Regions from separate parts of the Mus musculus genome. Here region 2 is linked to region 1. A link is a contact called in public Hi-C data. All regions are on one chromosome and are shown on one strand. Each heading gives the region's core, a stretch centred on a gene start, on an enhancer-like site or on the middle of the called end of the contact. The rest is flanking DNA. Distances are from core to core; before and after follow the strand shown. Region 1 overlaps Gm35741 (a long non-coding RNA gene). Region 2 holds the start of Il1r1 (interleukin 1 receptor, type I).

Region 1 (7,189 bases), core at 3,283-5,782:
ACAGACACAAACATACACACACACATACACATATACAAACACATGCGCACATGCATACACACATGCATGCACACATGTGCACACATATACACATGCACACACACATGCATATGTGTACAAACGCGCATACACATATGCATGCATGTGCACACACAACCACTACAAAGAGCTTTCCCACAACTGACTGTTACCCCTGTAATCCTCTTGGCTTGGAAAGGAATTGAGGCAGAGGAGGCAAAAGTCTCACTCAGGACCTGAGTTCTGATAGACTCTCCCTGTCCTCTATCTCCTGGGATTTATTCTCTGTGTGCACACCCACAGTCTTTTGCTGTGTTTCTGAGACTCTCTTTCAGCCTCATTATGTCTTTTTTTAGATGTGGTCCTCTAAAGTTCACAGAATTTTCCAAATATGGCCAAAGCTGGGTCCGTGGAAACACAGCGGTGGTTTGTGTCTGACAGAGGCCTCTACCTTCCGCCCCTTGACTGGTGTGGGGGTTGGGGGACTGTCTCCATGAAATTACTGTGATGACCTCTAGGTCTGTTTTCAGGGACACATGAGTAAGACGGAGACCTTTATCTTATAAAAATAGTGTAGATGACATATCTGGAAGAAAATGTAAGGGAAAATGTAATGGCTATTCCTCTATTTTCAGATCTTCCCCAGAGTTTATCAGCTTGGCATCGTGCTATCTGGGAGATGAAGAGTAATCATTTGGTCAGACTTCCCAGTGCACTCCCTCTGTAGGCCATGGAGAAGTATTTATTTCTTGGGGGTTGGGTCGGCTCCCAAGCTTCCTGTGTCGGCTTACTAGATGCCTGCATTCCTGCTGGTTCCAGTTTGAAGTCAGGCTGGAATGGGAATGTCTCTGAAGTAGCATCAGAACTCGGATTTGGAAGAGAGGTGATGGTTTCCATGCAAGGGTAGTTTACCAAGATCTGGGTTTTCTTCTCAGGCAAATCAGAAATTGTAATATACACATTAAATATGTGTGTGTGTGTATATGTGTGTGTACATATATATTTATATACAATTATGATGTATTTAAATCAGATTTATTATTACAACCCCCCAAACTCTGTTTGACATTGATAAAAAATAAAGTGGCTTTGTTGATATGAAGGAAATATGTGAGAGTTGCTCACAGTGAAGTGGCACATTGTCAGGCACTAAGGTGCCACTTGGGGTCTGAGTTAGTCACAGGCAATTCATAAATAAGGAATCACTTATTGGAATTAGGGAGTTTTTTTCCATTAGATAAGATTAAATTATAGGAACACATGACATAGTCATCTATCCAAAGGAAATGAAGCTGTTCATTTGTAGACGAATGGAGAAGTAAAGATATAATATCACTATGTAATGGAATACTACTGTGCCTTTAAAAAGAAGGGGTTTGGTCATCTGTGACAGAATAATATCGTATGAGAAGTAAGCCCAAAACAAGAAGACTAACTTTACGTGGTCTCACTTCTATAGAGAATCCGCTCATTAATTTGAACTGAGAAAAGAAAAAGTGAATGATAGAGACCAGAGTCCATAGAAAGAGGTGGTAAGGATCTGCAGCTTTTTAAGAGAAGCAATGCAAGATTTTGCTGAAAGGACCCAGATATAGCTGTCTCTTGTGAGACTATGCCGGGGCTTAGCAAACACAGAAGTGGATGCTCACAGTCAGCTATTGGATGGATCACAGGGCCCACAATGGAGGAGCTAGAGAAAGTACCCAAGGAGCTAAAGGGATCTGCAATCCTATAGGTGGAACAACAATATGAACTAACCAGTATTCCCCGGAGCTCTTGACTGTAGCTGCATATGTATCAGAAGATGGCCTAGTCGGCCATCACTGGAAAGAGAGGCCCATTGGACAAGCAAACTTTATATGCCTCAGTACAGGGGAACGCCAGGGCCAAGAAGTGGGAGTGGGTGGGTTGGGGAGTGGGTAGGGTAGCGTGTGGGAGACTTTTGGGATAGCATTGGAAATGTAAATGAAATAAATACTTAATTAAAAAAAATAAAAAAAGAGAAGCAATGCAAAATTTCAGACAGGAGGAGTATGTACAAAACACTGGCTTTATTAAAATAATAATGAAAATGGTCTCTGGTAGCACTTTCATAACAAGCACTTAATGGAGGTGTTTGTTTGGGGAAGCCAAAGGTACCATTTTTCCCAACGGTCTGTTTCCTCTATTTTAAATTCCTTTTATCCTTGTGAAAACATGAAGTGGCAACCATTTTAGCCTATTCTTCATGTCCAGGTATCCAATTGCTTTTCAGAATGGCATGCATCAGACTAGAAGTAACATGGTGGTATGTGACTGATTACCACCGGGATGGGTAGATTCCAACGCTTGCTCAGGCCATTCGGTCTGGTAGCGACTGTATACGTTAAAACCCCACAGAAGGCAGCCTGTCTCAGAAAGTCACTTTCAAAGAGATGCTGTGGTAGTTTGTATAAGTTCGGCCTAAGGAGTGGTACTATTTGGAGGTGTGGTCTTGTTAGAGTAGGTGTGGCCTTATTGGAATAGGTGTGGCCTTGTTGGAGTATGTGTGTCACTGTGGTTGTGGGCTTTAAGACCCTTGTCCTAGCCGCCTGGAAGCCAGTTTTTCTCCTGGCTGCCTTCAGAACAAGAGGTGGAACACTCATCTCCTCCATCCCTGTGCCTGCCTGGATGCTGCCATGCTTCCACCTTGATGATAGTGGACTGAACCTTTGAACCTGTAAGACAGACACAATTAAATGTTGTCCTTATAAGAGTTGCCTTGGTCATAGTATCTGTTTACAGCAGTAAAACCTAAGACAGATGGAGGTATAGAATGAGTGTCTGTCACTTAAGAAAGGTTTAAGTCAGTTGTTGGGTGTATCTATGATGATGCTCTGGGTCTTGGCATAATGGTGCTTATATTTTTATGTTAATTTGGGTCCCCCAAACTGTTTGTACAAGAATGCATGTCTGCATGTAAGACACTGAGGGACCCTGTCCCCAGTTGGTTCTGATTGGTAAATAAAGTTGCTGGTAGCCGATGGCTGAGCAGGGCAAACAGAGTCAGGACTTTTAGGATTCCCTGGTGAGGGAGAGGGAGAAGGAGAAGGAAGAAGAGATGCCAAGTCTGAGAAGGTGAGGGACAGAGAGCATGGCTGCCATGGAGGAGCCAGGGGATCTCGGCCCAGGAGGGATGCATCACGGGTCCAGGGCAGCCGAGGTGGAATATAGGATTTCCTGAGTATTAAGTCGGGATTATCAGAGGGAGGTGGATTAGCCACATGGAGGTTAGGAAGTGGCCCAGCCATTGAGCTGATTAAGGCATATCAGAATATAAAGACTGTGTGTGTCTTTCACTCAGGAACTTACTGGGGCCAGTAGTGAGGCACAAGCCGCCACAGGGACTATTTTATATATAAGCAATATAATAAATATTGCTATAGAATGCCACGTTTCTGACTTGCAGAACAGATTTGAGTTGGAGACCTTTTAAACATCTCAGGCTGACTTTTTAAGATTAAAATACTCCAGGAAGTCGCTTGTTTCCATTTGAGATTTTTTTTTTTTGCACAGCATTATTTTTATTAGATTTTTCTTTATATACATTTCAAATTTCAAATGCTATCCTGAAAGTTCCCTATACCCTCCCCCGCCCTGCTCCCCTACCCACCCACTACCGCTTCTTGGCCCTGGCATTCCCCTGTACTGGGGCATATAAAGTTTGCATGACCAATGGGCCTCTCTTCCCAATGATGGCTGACTAGGCCATCTTCTGCTACCTATGCAGCTAGGGACACGAGCTCTGCGGGTATTGGTTAGTCATTTGAGATGTTTTAAGTGAACACCTGCAAATTGCTTTCCACCCTGGGAAAGTCTGTTTCCCACAGCTAATACAGCAAGCATTTGGAGGGACAGTCACACAACATTTCCTGTTGATACCCGGGAAAGTGGGAAGGCAGAACATTACTTCTGGATACAACAGATGTGTCAGATCCCCTGTGGGGACAAGTGAAATCTGTATGATTCACCTTCTAAGTCAAGTAAAAAACTGAGATGCAGGAAAACAGTGATAGATGTCAGCAGCTTGTTAGACCAGGACACATGGGGCCGCCTTCAGTCTTCTATCAACAGACACTCTCCTCTTGCTGAAGGTGGGCACCAGCCAATGCTTTGAGATCCAATGTTGATGATCAGCTGATTTGCATTTTTTCTTTTTTTTTTTTTTTTTTTTTTTTTTTTGAGACAGGGTTTCTCTGTGTAGCCCTGGCTGTTCTGGAACTCACTCTGTAGACCCGGCCTCGAACTCAGAAATCCATCTGCCTCTGCCACCCAAGTGCTGGGATTAAAATCGTGCTCCACCACTGCCCGGCTGATTTGCATTTTTTAACAAACACCCCAGGATAGAAAGATTCACAGTACCAAAGCCAAAAAGTTCAACTAGTTTGTCATTTCTCTTCTTAGGCGGAATAAAATGCAATAGAGGGGGTATTGTCAACATCCAGTTACGGAACCCAGATCAAATGTGGTTGGTATGGGAAGTACTGTCCTCGTGTGGCTGTGTGTACTTGTCAAAGTTCAGTCTTCCAGAGTTTGTTTTTTCTATTGCCTCAGTAAACACTATGACCCAGAACAACTCCGGGAACAAAGAGTATTCTTACAGCTTTCGTCCACCCTGAAGCAAGTTCAGGGCAAGAAGTCAAGACAGGAACATGGAGGAAGAAACTTAAGCAGAAGCCAAGGAGGAACGGTGATTATGAGCTTGCTTTCTATGGCTTGCTTAGCTTGCTTTCTTCTACAACTTAGGACCACCATCCCAGCAGTGGGGTCCCCACAGCGGACTGCGACCTGCCCCATTGACCACTAATCAAGATGTTTTCCCTCATGGCCTTGCCTATAGGTCAAGGTGATGAAGGCATTTTTCTCAGTGGGAGTTTCCTCATCTCGGATGACCATGGCTTTTGTCAAGTTGGAAAGCAAAACAAAAAATAGCCAATTAGCACAGCAGGTCTGCGGTTTGAAGAATCCGGGAAGAAGGAGTCTGAACACTCAGAGGGCTTACCCAGTGTGCCTCTCTCAGAGACATAGCTATATTGTGGGAAAGCCTTTGGGGTCTTCAGAGAATCTTGAATTGAAGCCAGAACGAACCTCAGCTTGGTTGAAGATAAAAGATGACTAGGTTCCCAGGGCAGCTCATTGAATTCCATAATACCTGATTGCCTTGCCATTGGCTTGTGGCAGTGGCTATGGGGTTACTTAAGCATCTAAGGCACCACAGGGAGCAGGAGACTGGTATCCATGGCACGCAATGCTAATTTGGTAAAGCCCTGAGAAGTGTGGTTCTTGAATAAAGTCCTAGCCTGATTGTATTGTTGATACTGGAGACGTTTTCTTTAACTTCCCTCTCTTTCCTTACCTATAACATTGACATGATTTTATTGGCTAATTCGAAAGTTCTGAGAGAGGATTGAATGAGATATTGCAAGTAAGACCCTTGGAAGTCAACTATCATCACCACCCACTTGGCAAACTCTTATGTTGAAGGATCAGATAGTAAATATCTGTCATTTCTGACCACGTGGTCTCCTCGGTTGGGCTGTAACTGCTTGAAAGTAGACACATGTAAACAAAGGTTCATGATTGTTTTCCGATTAAACTTTGTTTCTAAAAATAGACGTGAGGCTGGGGTAGAGACGGTGCTTAGTGGATAGAGCACCCGTTGCATGAACAATCGCTTGAGTTTGCATCCCCACAACTTGTGTGTGAATTGGGGGCATGGATTTCTCACCAAGTACTAGCATGTAGTGAAAGTTTAAAAAATTATGAAGGATGGACTATATTTTCAAAGGGATCTTAGTGGTGAGTGTTGGATGTGTCTAACTTTTCAACAACATCCCAGTCAAGGAGACAGATGATCGCTTAACAGCAGGCCTCCACTGAAAGCATCCTTCAGAGGTAGAGAGAGCAATGGCTGGAGCAAGAGCAGCCTTTAGAAAGGCAAGAGGACACTACGGCAAGCTCCATCCAAAGGCAAACATCTGTATCCAAAGACATCTTTTAAAACTCACCAGCCCTACAAGAAAACTCTTCACGCTGGTGTACAGCTCTCTCCTTTGCTGTGCTCTGTGTTCCCAAATCTTCTCAGCCACAGTTGCTCCAAAGGGATTTTTGACTCTTTGCTGACTCTTGGGTTTCTTCACAGAGGAAGAGCTGTCTGGTCCTCTGTAAGGAGCCTATTCACACCCTGACATTCACACATGCAGCTTCCCAATACAGAGATGATTAAAACGAGTTCTTTTAAGACACGGAGGAGCTGCTGGAAGCAGAGACAGTGAGAGTTATATGAATACTCCATCGGATAAATGAAGAAAAGTCCATAAAGCAGAACAAAGTGCTCAAAGGATGGCCCTCTGGGGACATTCAGTGGCGTGATTAAGACAAACAGTACAGCCATCCATGCGGTCCCTAGAATGTTCACTGTCATGCATTGATAGGCACCATAGCACACGATCCCTAGAAAGAGGTCCCACATTTGTAAAACTCCACAAAAAATTGAGGACGGGGAACCATGTGGCCATGCAAAGGTGGCTGTCCTCCGGTTGGGAGCAACATTGAACGAGGAGGGGAGGATTGTCAGAGGTGGCGGTGGCTGCATATTTGATTGAATCGCTTCAGAACATTGGAGATAGCTTCCAGGGAAGCTACTGAAGCAAGGGGAGGAAATGAGACTCCAGGCTGTCCATCTTCAATGTCTTCTTTTTATCGATGCTGGCATCTCTTGGGTAGTTATTAGTTTTCCAGAGCATCTACTGTGACATGGGCTTTATGAAGCTGCTGTGATTGACGGGGTCAGTTGTGTATTCTCCGACGGAGAAGAGACACTTTGGTGAAGGGTTAATTTGTGATCTGTCTGTGTGTGTCTGTGCATACAGCAGTGACATGGACATGCAAAGTCACAAGTTGGTTTCTCTTTCCTCTTTGAAATGGGCAGGGACCTCAGTGCTCATTTAAGGCTTATTCATCGTGTCAATCATTGTACTATTATTTTTCTAGAACAATAATTATTCAGAAAAAAAGTAAAAGAAATTTTCTAGGCACCTGAAATGGAGAGCAAACAAACTATGGAAGTAAGTCTTAATTCTTAATACAGATGAGACAAGAGAGAGGGCTTAATGTTCTTGTCCATAAAGATCACCATAAGGTTTCAGTGTTA
Region 2 (7,189 bases), core at 2,002-4,501, 110 kb after region 1:
TTCCAGTCTGTGCTGCGGTTCTGAGACAGGTTACTGGAAGTTCCACAAATAGCCAAAATAGGTATAGCAAGTTCAGAATCGCAGAGGACCTGCCTGTCAAAACAGAATGGTCTATAACTGCCTGTGCATTTCTATGTATGTTCCTTATGAATTCTTTCTCTTTGGTGATGGAAAAAAAAAAAGAAGTCTGATTCAGAGCTGTTTCGTGTTTACTGATTTAAGACCCAGGATCTTTGCCAGTCACAATACACTCTTCACTATTCTCCCCCATCTGGTTCTAACTGGAAATCTTTGGGGGTCGTGAAGATGAGGGAGATTACCAGTTGCCTGATCTCCAGGGAGGATTGCTGAGCCACAACTCATCCTGTGGTCTTAAAAACTGTACCGGAGCCCAGTGTTATATCCTTCGAGACTCATTTTCTGTGGCTTCTTGTAGTCTTTGGCTCTTTAGTCCCTGGCTCCTTTGGAACAGCTGGAGACTCTTGGATGCTTTACTGAGCACTAGGCTCTCTTGGGCTCAGGCCACATTGGACACCAAACTTTGTTATGACAGTGATGGAATCCAGGGCTGTCAACAGCGTGCGGCAGCAGGGTTAGCAGTGTGTCTTGTGCTAAAACATGTGAACACACTCAGAACATTTGTGTGGCGCTGGGAACTGAGCAGAGTACCCTGGAAGTGGCCAACTGTAGCTTACACGGATGCCAGGTGATCAGCCGAGTAAAGCGGCCACACATAAGTTCCCTCAAGAAAGGAAGCCAAAGGAAAGGACACAGAGGGGAAACAACCTGTGTGTCTGAGGAGGCAACACCTAGGCCCTGGGTAAAACCCTGGGGATCCTAAGGTGAGGAGGGGGATACGTACATCTTATCACTTGGAATGGGAATCTGAGAGCTCCACCTGCAAGTGGAGGCCCATGTGTCTCCAGGTCATGTAGGGTATAGGTAGGGGATGGGTTAGTATTTAAAAAGAAGAAAGCCATACGGTGTACGTCTTGTTTCTTGGAAGGCTGAATAGGTAGGTCATAAGAACCCAGGACTTGAAGGCTACCCTAGGCAACACAGTGAGACTCTGTAAATGGATCTTATTTCTACATTATTACAAAGATCAATTTTGCTACTTGTAAACTGCTTTCAAATCTTTTAGTATTTGTGTCCAGGCAAGTTTATGTTCACCAATATAAGGCCTCCAAATTGCTGCTTCATACACATGTTTATTTTGTTTGTGGCAGTCAGGATAAAACTCTTGGCCTGGTACACGCTAGGCAAGTGCTCTATCACCAAGTGACAGTGTCAAGTTAGGCTCATGTGCTTTTAGCATTCAATACACTGGAACTTCTAATAGGACTACTGCATGGTCCTTCTCCAATGCTCCTGGATCTGGTCCTTTAAAAACGTCTAAGTCAGCATGCAGCTGCTGGTGTGTCCATCGGCATGCAGACATGAGCATAGCTATCTTTGATGCTGTCCCATTCACCGTCAAATCATGAACCAGCCTGGGAGCCTTTTGATGGATAAATGGATAAAGGAAGTGTAGCATATACATTAAATAGAGTATTATTTAGTTCTAAGGAATTAAATACAGCCGATATTAAATCCCACCTTTTTAGGACAGTGCATAGACCTGCTAATAATTGTGTAAAGTAATGACCTAGAATGGAGACTGTTAGAGATGAAGAAGCAGGAGGGGGATAATAGGGGTGGATATGATCAAACTGTATGGGTGTTCGAAATGCCACTTCTAACCTGTGCATAATCACGTCTCATAATCACTGCTCATGGTTAATAGGCAGTAAGACAAGGCACGCAGATGGGGACTACCACAGTATACACCTGTCCAGACAGCCTTGAGACTTGGTCTGTCTGCATCATGATGAGAGCTGTGCAGCAGAGTCGCCTGGAAGCTTTGAAAAACCCCGACACCAGGCAGCCCTCAGTGACTATGACATGGCAATTCTGGCTTCTAAGGGGGTCAAATCTTCTGTGGATGTGAGTTAGAAGTACTCAAGGCTGTGAGAACAGCCTCTGGAATACAGACCCATGGGACAGGGCTAGGGCAGGGTTAGGGATAAGGCACCAGTTCCTTGCCAGACTTAAGCCTGCCTTTCGGAGGCAAAGGAGCAGTCCAAACCTTTGGAAATGAGTGAGGACCTTCTGCCCTGCTAGGCCACAGGTGGCATCTATGATATACCATTGATGCTGCCCCTTTAAGCTTTCTACCATCTCAGAGTTTCCCCCGGGGTTACTTCAACCTTGGGTTTCTAGGCTGCATACGCGAATAAGGCAGGAAATTCAAGGCCTGTCCACGCTGGAAGGCATGCAGGAAATGGCCATGTGCTCTATCTAGAGGTATTAAGCAATCACTGTTTCTTTGCAGTTGTATTGCAGGGTGGTGCATTATATGTGGAAGAAGCTGGGGGGTGAGGGTAGGGAGCACGGAATGGTTGGTGCTATTTCCAGGACCACAATGTCCTCCTTGCACCCTGTCCTAAAATTTGGCTATTCTTGATTTTTTTTTTCATGTGCTTTCTGAGAACTCTGGAATTCTCCTTTGCAGAGCAAATCCTACAATTAATTGGGATATGATAAGGGGACCTGTTTTTCAGCCTGGTGGACAGCAGTAAAGCAACCAAGTAAAAAGCCTATGAACTATCAACTCTTCACCAGAGCTCTTTAACTCCTCCTACCTATAAAGGCTGCGGGCCTTTATACCAAAAGAGGAAATCAAGGTATTGCAAACTTAATGACTCGGCTAAGTGCTCAAAGCCAGTTCGAGGCACACAGTACTGGGCTCCAGTTGTGCTGAGCACAGAACTGTGTTTTCCTCAGGATCTGATACCCCATGGGTCACCAGCTCGGTTCTTGTTAGGTGGCACAATCTGGTTGCGATGTAGACGTGAGTTGACCCATCTAATTTTGGTTTGGGTGGGAACACAGAGGCTGCTCAGAGGAGCCAAGCCATCTGGGAATCAGAGCCATTCTTCCTGGAATCTGGGACATCTGGCAAGGATGCAGGGATTTTGGAATGCCCCCAAGGAGATGCAGTGACCCTCCAAATGCCCCCAAGGAGATGCAGAGACCCTCCATTGCCTCCACCCCCGGAGGGATACAGAGACCCTGGAATGTTCTGCGTGGATGTAGATATTCTGGGATGTGGGGCAGAAACTCCACAACCCAACCTATCCGGCTCCCAGGGCGGGGCATTGGCACTGGGCCAGCTAGCTCCGAGCCCGAGGCTGAGGACGCTGGCCTGCAGTCTCCGCCCGCTGCACGCCCCCGCGGGCGGCTCAGAGTGGGAGCAGCGTGCTGCTCAGAAGGTCTTAGCTGGTGCGGGGTTCCAGGAGCCGCCTGGGAGCGCGGCGCCCACCTAGAAGGGCGGGAGCCCAGCTGGTGCCCGCCTGCCCCAGAGCGGAAGGAATGTGACCCCCGAGCGAGCGCGGAGCAGCCCTTGAGCGGCTCCCAGGGCTCCGGTTGCTCCCGGCCTGAACGGGTTTAGTTCGGAGCTGCTGGATTGTTGAACATCGCCACTGGGGCACCCGGGCACGCCCAGGTAGGAGAAAACTAGAGAGTTCCTGAAATAGGGTCGCAAGGCCTCAGAGCTGCCTTGACCCAGACAAATGCCTTTCTTAAGTTACTCCCAGTAGCCAGCAGGTCAGCGTTCTCTGTGGATGTAGGATAAAGGTAGTGACAGTTTAGTCCTCCCCCTTTCTGGTGTGTGTGTGTGTGTGTGTGTGTGTGTGTGTTGGGAACTTGCCCAACTCTTTAAGTTTGCTCTAGGTAGATGAGTCTCCCTTGAGTAAATTGCTCCCAGGCCTTGAAATTGGGCCAAATGCAACTAACTTGTTCAGGAGTGTCCCTCTTAGAGGTTTGGGCTCAGAAGAGAGGTCTTAATGAGGCAAGAAGTGGATTCCTTAATGCCCCTGATGAGATGTCTCCTCTCTCCAGACAGGTCGATACTGGGGAATGTAGATGCATTATTTACAAAACCACACAGCACTTGGCTGTTTATAGGGCCCCTTATTCTTACCGCCCTTTCTCCTCCCAGAAGTCCTGTAGGTGAGATGCCAAGGTCACCTTGCTTTATATCAGAAGCTTAGCGGCTATCTTTTCTGAGGATTGGCACCCTCTGAGCTTCAGATCCCCTTGGGGAGACCGGGTGAGTGAGAGCGGCTGCCAGGGAAGGCAGGTAGACTCATCTTCCCACCAGGCTAGCTCTCTGTACTGCTTCCGATGTTCACCAGCTGGGAGCATCCCATCTTTCTGACCCCAAGGAACAGCCTAGGAACTGAGACAACAGAATCTAATCAGTTGGGCTACTTGGGCCATGATAAAGAAGAGATGAAGTCTATCTGTCATTGGAATTGGTGCCCGAGTCATCCTCACTTAATAGTAGTCTTCTGGGTGGTGGATATCCCACATGGAATCCCATGGCTGTGAGCTCCAGGAGCTGGTGCTGGTGACAAGTACTACCTCTTCCCCCTCTTAACTTACCAAGCAGCTGCTGGCATCCTTTTCTATTTTGATCTCTTCTAATTTCTTAATATCCTACCCATTATCTAATTTAATTATATATACACACATCTTAAACTAGCTTCTGACCTAAGTGGAAACATCGTGGGCTGGCTCCCATTCTGGTGCATAGTATTTACTTGCCAGTAGGCTCAGTCTTGGGTGGCCATTTGTTCTAAATTCTCACACAGCCTTGGCTCTGCTGAAGCCCCATGCTGTGATGTGGCAGGAGAGTGCTCTTCCTACTCCCGAGGCTTGTAACATGTAACATCTTCCGCTGAATCTCCATCCCAGTGAGACCGCTTAGCATTAGCTTTCCTCATTCTACCAAACCAATAGTCACTGAACGCGACTATGTCCCAGGCACTGGGGGAAGTATGAGGGAAAGTGAAGGAACTAAATGAAAATCCCCGTCTTCTCATGCATAGGCCCTCTTGGCAAGTCATAGACTACCAGAAGGCTCCCCCCCCCCCGCCCCCCAGAAGAGTACTTTGAAATTTACCTCTTTGCAAAGCCTGTGGGTCTGGCTGCCCTGTAGGACACAGTAGAGAGGGCGGGGAGACAGTAGTCATACATGTAGCTCAGTGGTTTTCTAAGGAAGAGCAGGGATTCTGAGATATACTCGCAGGCCAGCTGTGCAAGAGAACCAGGATGGATTGGAAACCTGCGGATGGGAGGGACCAGCAGGGAGTGTCTACTCACCTGCAGTCAGAGATACTATAGAGGGAACAGCTTGTTGGTGAGCCAGGCCATTGCAGTGGGACAGCCATTGCATACAGTACGGGGAAGAGCATAGATCCTCAAGAGTCTGAGTCTGTACGGTGGATCTATTGTGAACCTGCCACTTCAAAGCAGAGAGGTTATCAGGACCCTGACTCATTGGCCATGACCTGCCCCGTGTGTTGTTCTTAAATGTGCTGGCACTTGATCTGCATCTCCCTCTCTCTGTGGTTGCGGCATGGTTAGTGCTACAGGAGAAGGACCTGCAGAGTTAGCAACCTCACTCTCCTCTGCTTGCTTGCCTGCTGGGGCCTCCGGAAGCACCATATTCCTAGCCAGACCCGGTGCAAGAGTGGGCAGAGGGGCCCTGCCAAAGAGAACTGTCACTAAGCGTGGAGAGTCACTGGAGATTTTTCCAAGTCCCCTGTCCCTTTGGTTTCCAAACTGTCTCTTCCTCCTGTGTGTCCTTTGGCATACATATGACCAAATGATTGAGGCATTTTTCTATCTCACCTGTTTTGTGAGGGATTTATAAGATGTCATAAATTAAAAAAGAGTGAGAAAAAATGGAATGTCAAAAATGACCCGGAAAGCCCCAGCTGTCAGTGTCTTCAAGGTAAATGTAAAATACTCGAGAAAATAAAACTGATGTAAAGTCAGGTAGAAACTTGTATTTGGTTTTGATTAAAGGGGCAGGAAGAGCAAGACGTAGGCCTCTGAAGTTACCCGTTCTGCAAGCACAGGTTAGGAACCACAGCACAGCTTCCAGCTGACAGAAAGGCTCTCCAGAGCCTGGCTCTGCATGTCTGGCCACCTCAACTCAAAAACCCAGGTCACCTAAAAGTATAGCAGTGGCTCCCAGGGGGATGAAGTGAAAGATGAGCCGCTGTCCCTTTCAGTCAAAGAATCTTACCCTGTCGATTACCCAACACTTTTGTGTACATATTTTTAAACAACCTGTTTGCAGATCCAAATTTATATCATAAAACTTAGCTGTTCTACCATTTTTAAACAGCAGTATGGTGTTTAAATGTAAAGAAGACATAAAAGCACTTTTATTAAACTCACTTATTTCAGCATGTCAGTTCTTAGGGTAAGGCTATGCAGCATTTTATATAAGTTGACCAGAGAGAATAGCATGGTAGCATACATAAGTCTTCAGGGGGAACAGAGGAGCTAGTGGCCACATGCAGACCTGGTCTTGATCAAGTCAAGGTCTCAGTGCAGTCAGAGGTGAATCTTCTAGTCGTCACAACAGTGATAAACCTCCCTAGCCTTTCAGTATGTATGGGAGTCATGCCAACTCTGCATTTTCTATAAATGTGGAGTGGACTCAGGGGTTAAGCTCAAAACAGCAAAACCTTTTCTGTTGCGTGGGACACCTGGTGCTCATGAAGAAGAGGAGTCAACTCTTCATGAACAGGACTGCCTTGTGTTGTTCCAGATTCTAGAATCTGACCGACACCCAAAGTGTCTCCTGCCACCACATCCTACATGTCTCTAGGGACTTAACCTGACTGGGGGAAGCAACGGAGAAGGGACAGACACTTACATATAGAAAAGCTGGTATTCTCCAATGATGGAGAAGCCCCATCGCCTTGGCAGCTCTGTGTGTTTATTATATATCGTCAAACAGAGAGGTGCAGTTACTATGTGCAACTGTACCAGGAGGCAGGATTTCTTGTATACAGATACAAAGGAGGAAGGGTATTGGATGTAGCTGAGCACAGAAGCAAGGTGCACTGATCTCCGTAGAATCCATCTCTGAAGAAGAGCAGTCTTCAGGCTGTAGACATCCAGAAGGGAGAAAGCTATGATGGGCACGTTCTGCACACACTGTCAACATCCACACTTAGACCCACGAGGGAAGGCTCTGGCATTTTCTGGAGCCTAGCCTGGGGAAGGAATCGAAGGCACTGGGACTCATGACACTACGTCAACCACATACACTCACTAGCTCCTC

The links. A called contact is a pair of places that touch in the nucleus more often than the background predicts.
Region 2: a contact with region 1 is called in a Hi-C map of liver, with 1.6 times the contacts expected there. The contact joins the promoter of Il1r1 here to the enhancer-like site in region 1. A contact is called at or near these places in 3 of 484 Hi-C or Micro-C datasets (liver, nephron progenitors and uterus) and 2 of 115 datasets of contacts at active chromatin or transcription factors (cardiomyocytes and pancreatic cancer cells).

Annotation. Positions count from the first base shown.
Region 1 is chr1:40,151,734-40,158,922 of GRCm38.p6, forward strand. It overlaps Gm35741 (a long non-coding RNA gene), which reads left to right. Exons shown (of 3, transcript XR_373353.2): 3 at 654-866. Among named protein-coding and RNA genes, the nearest start is that of Gm35741, 6.2 kb to the left of the region's middle. Within about 2 kb of position 4,533, at least 5 of the 459 cell types and tissues checked have an H3K27ac peak or open chromatin away from gene starts, as enhancers often do. A contact at or near this core is called in liver, where this site is marked.
Region 2 is chr1:40,263,335-40,270,523 of GRCm38.p6, forward strand. It overlaps Il1r1 (interleukin 1 receptor, type I), which reads left to right and starts at 3,252. Exons shown (of 11, transcript NM_001123382.1): 1 at 3,252-3,547.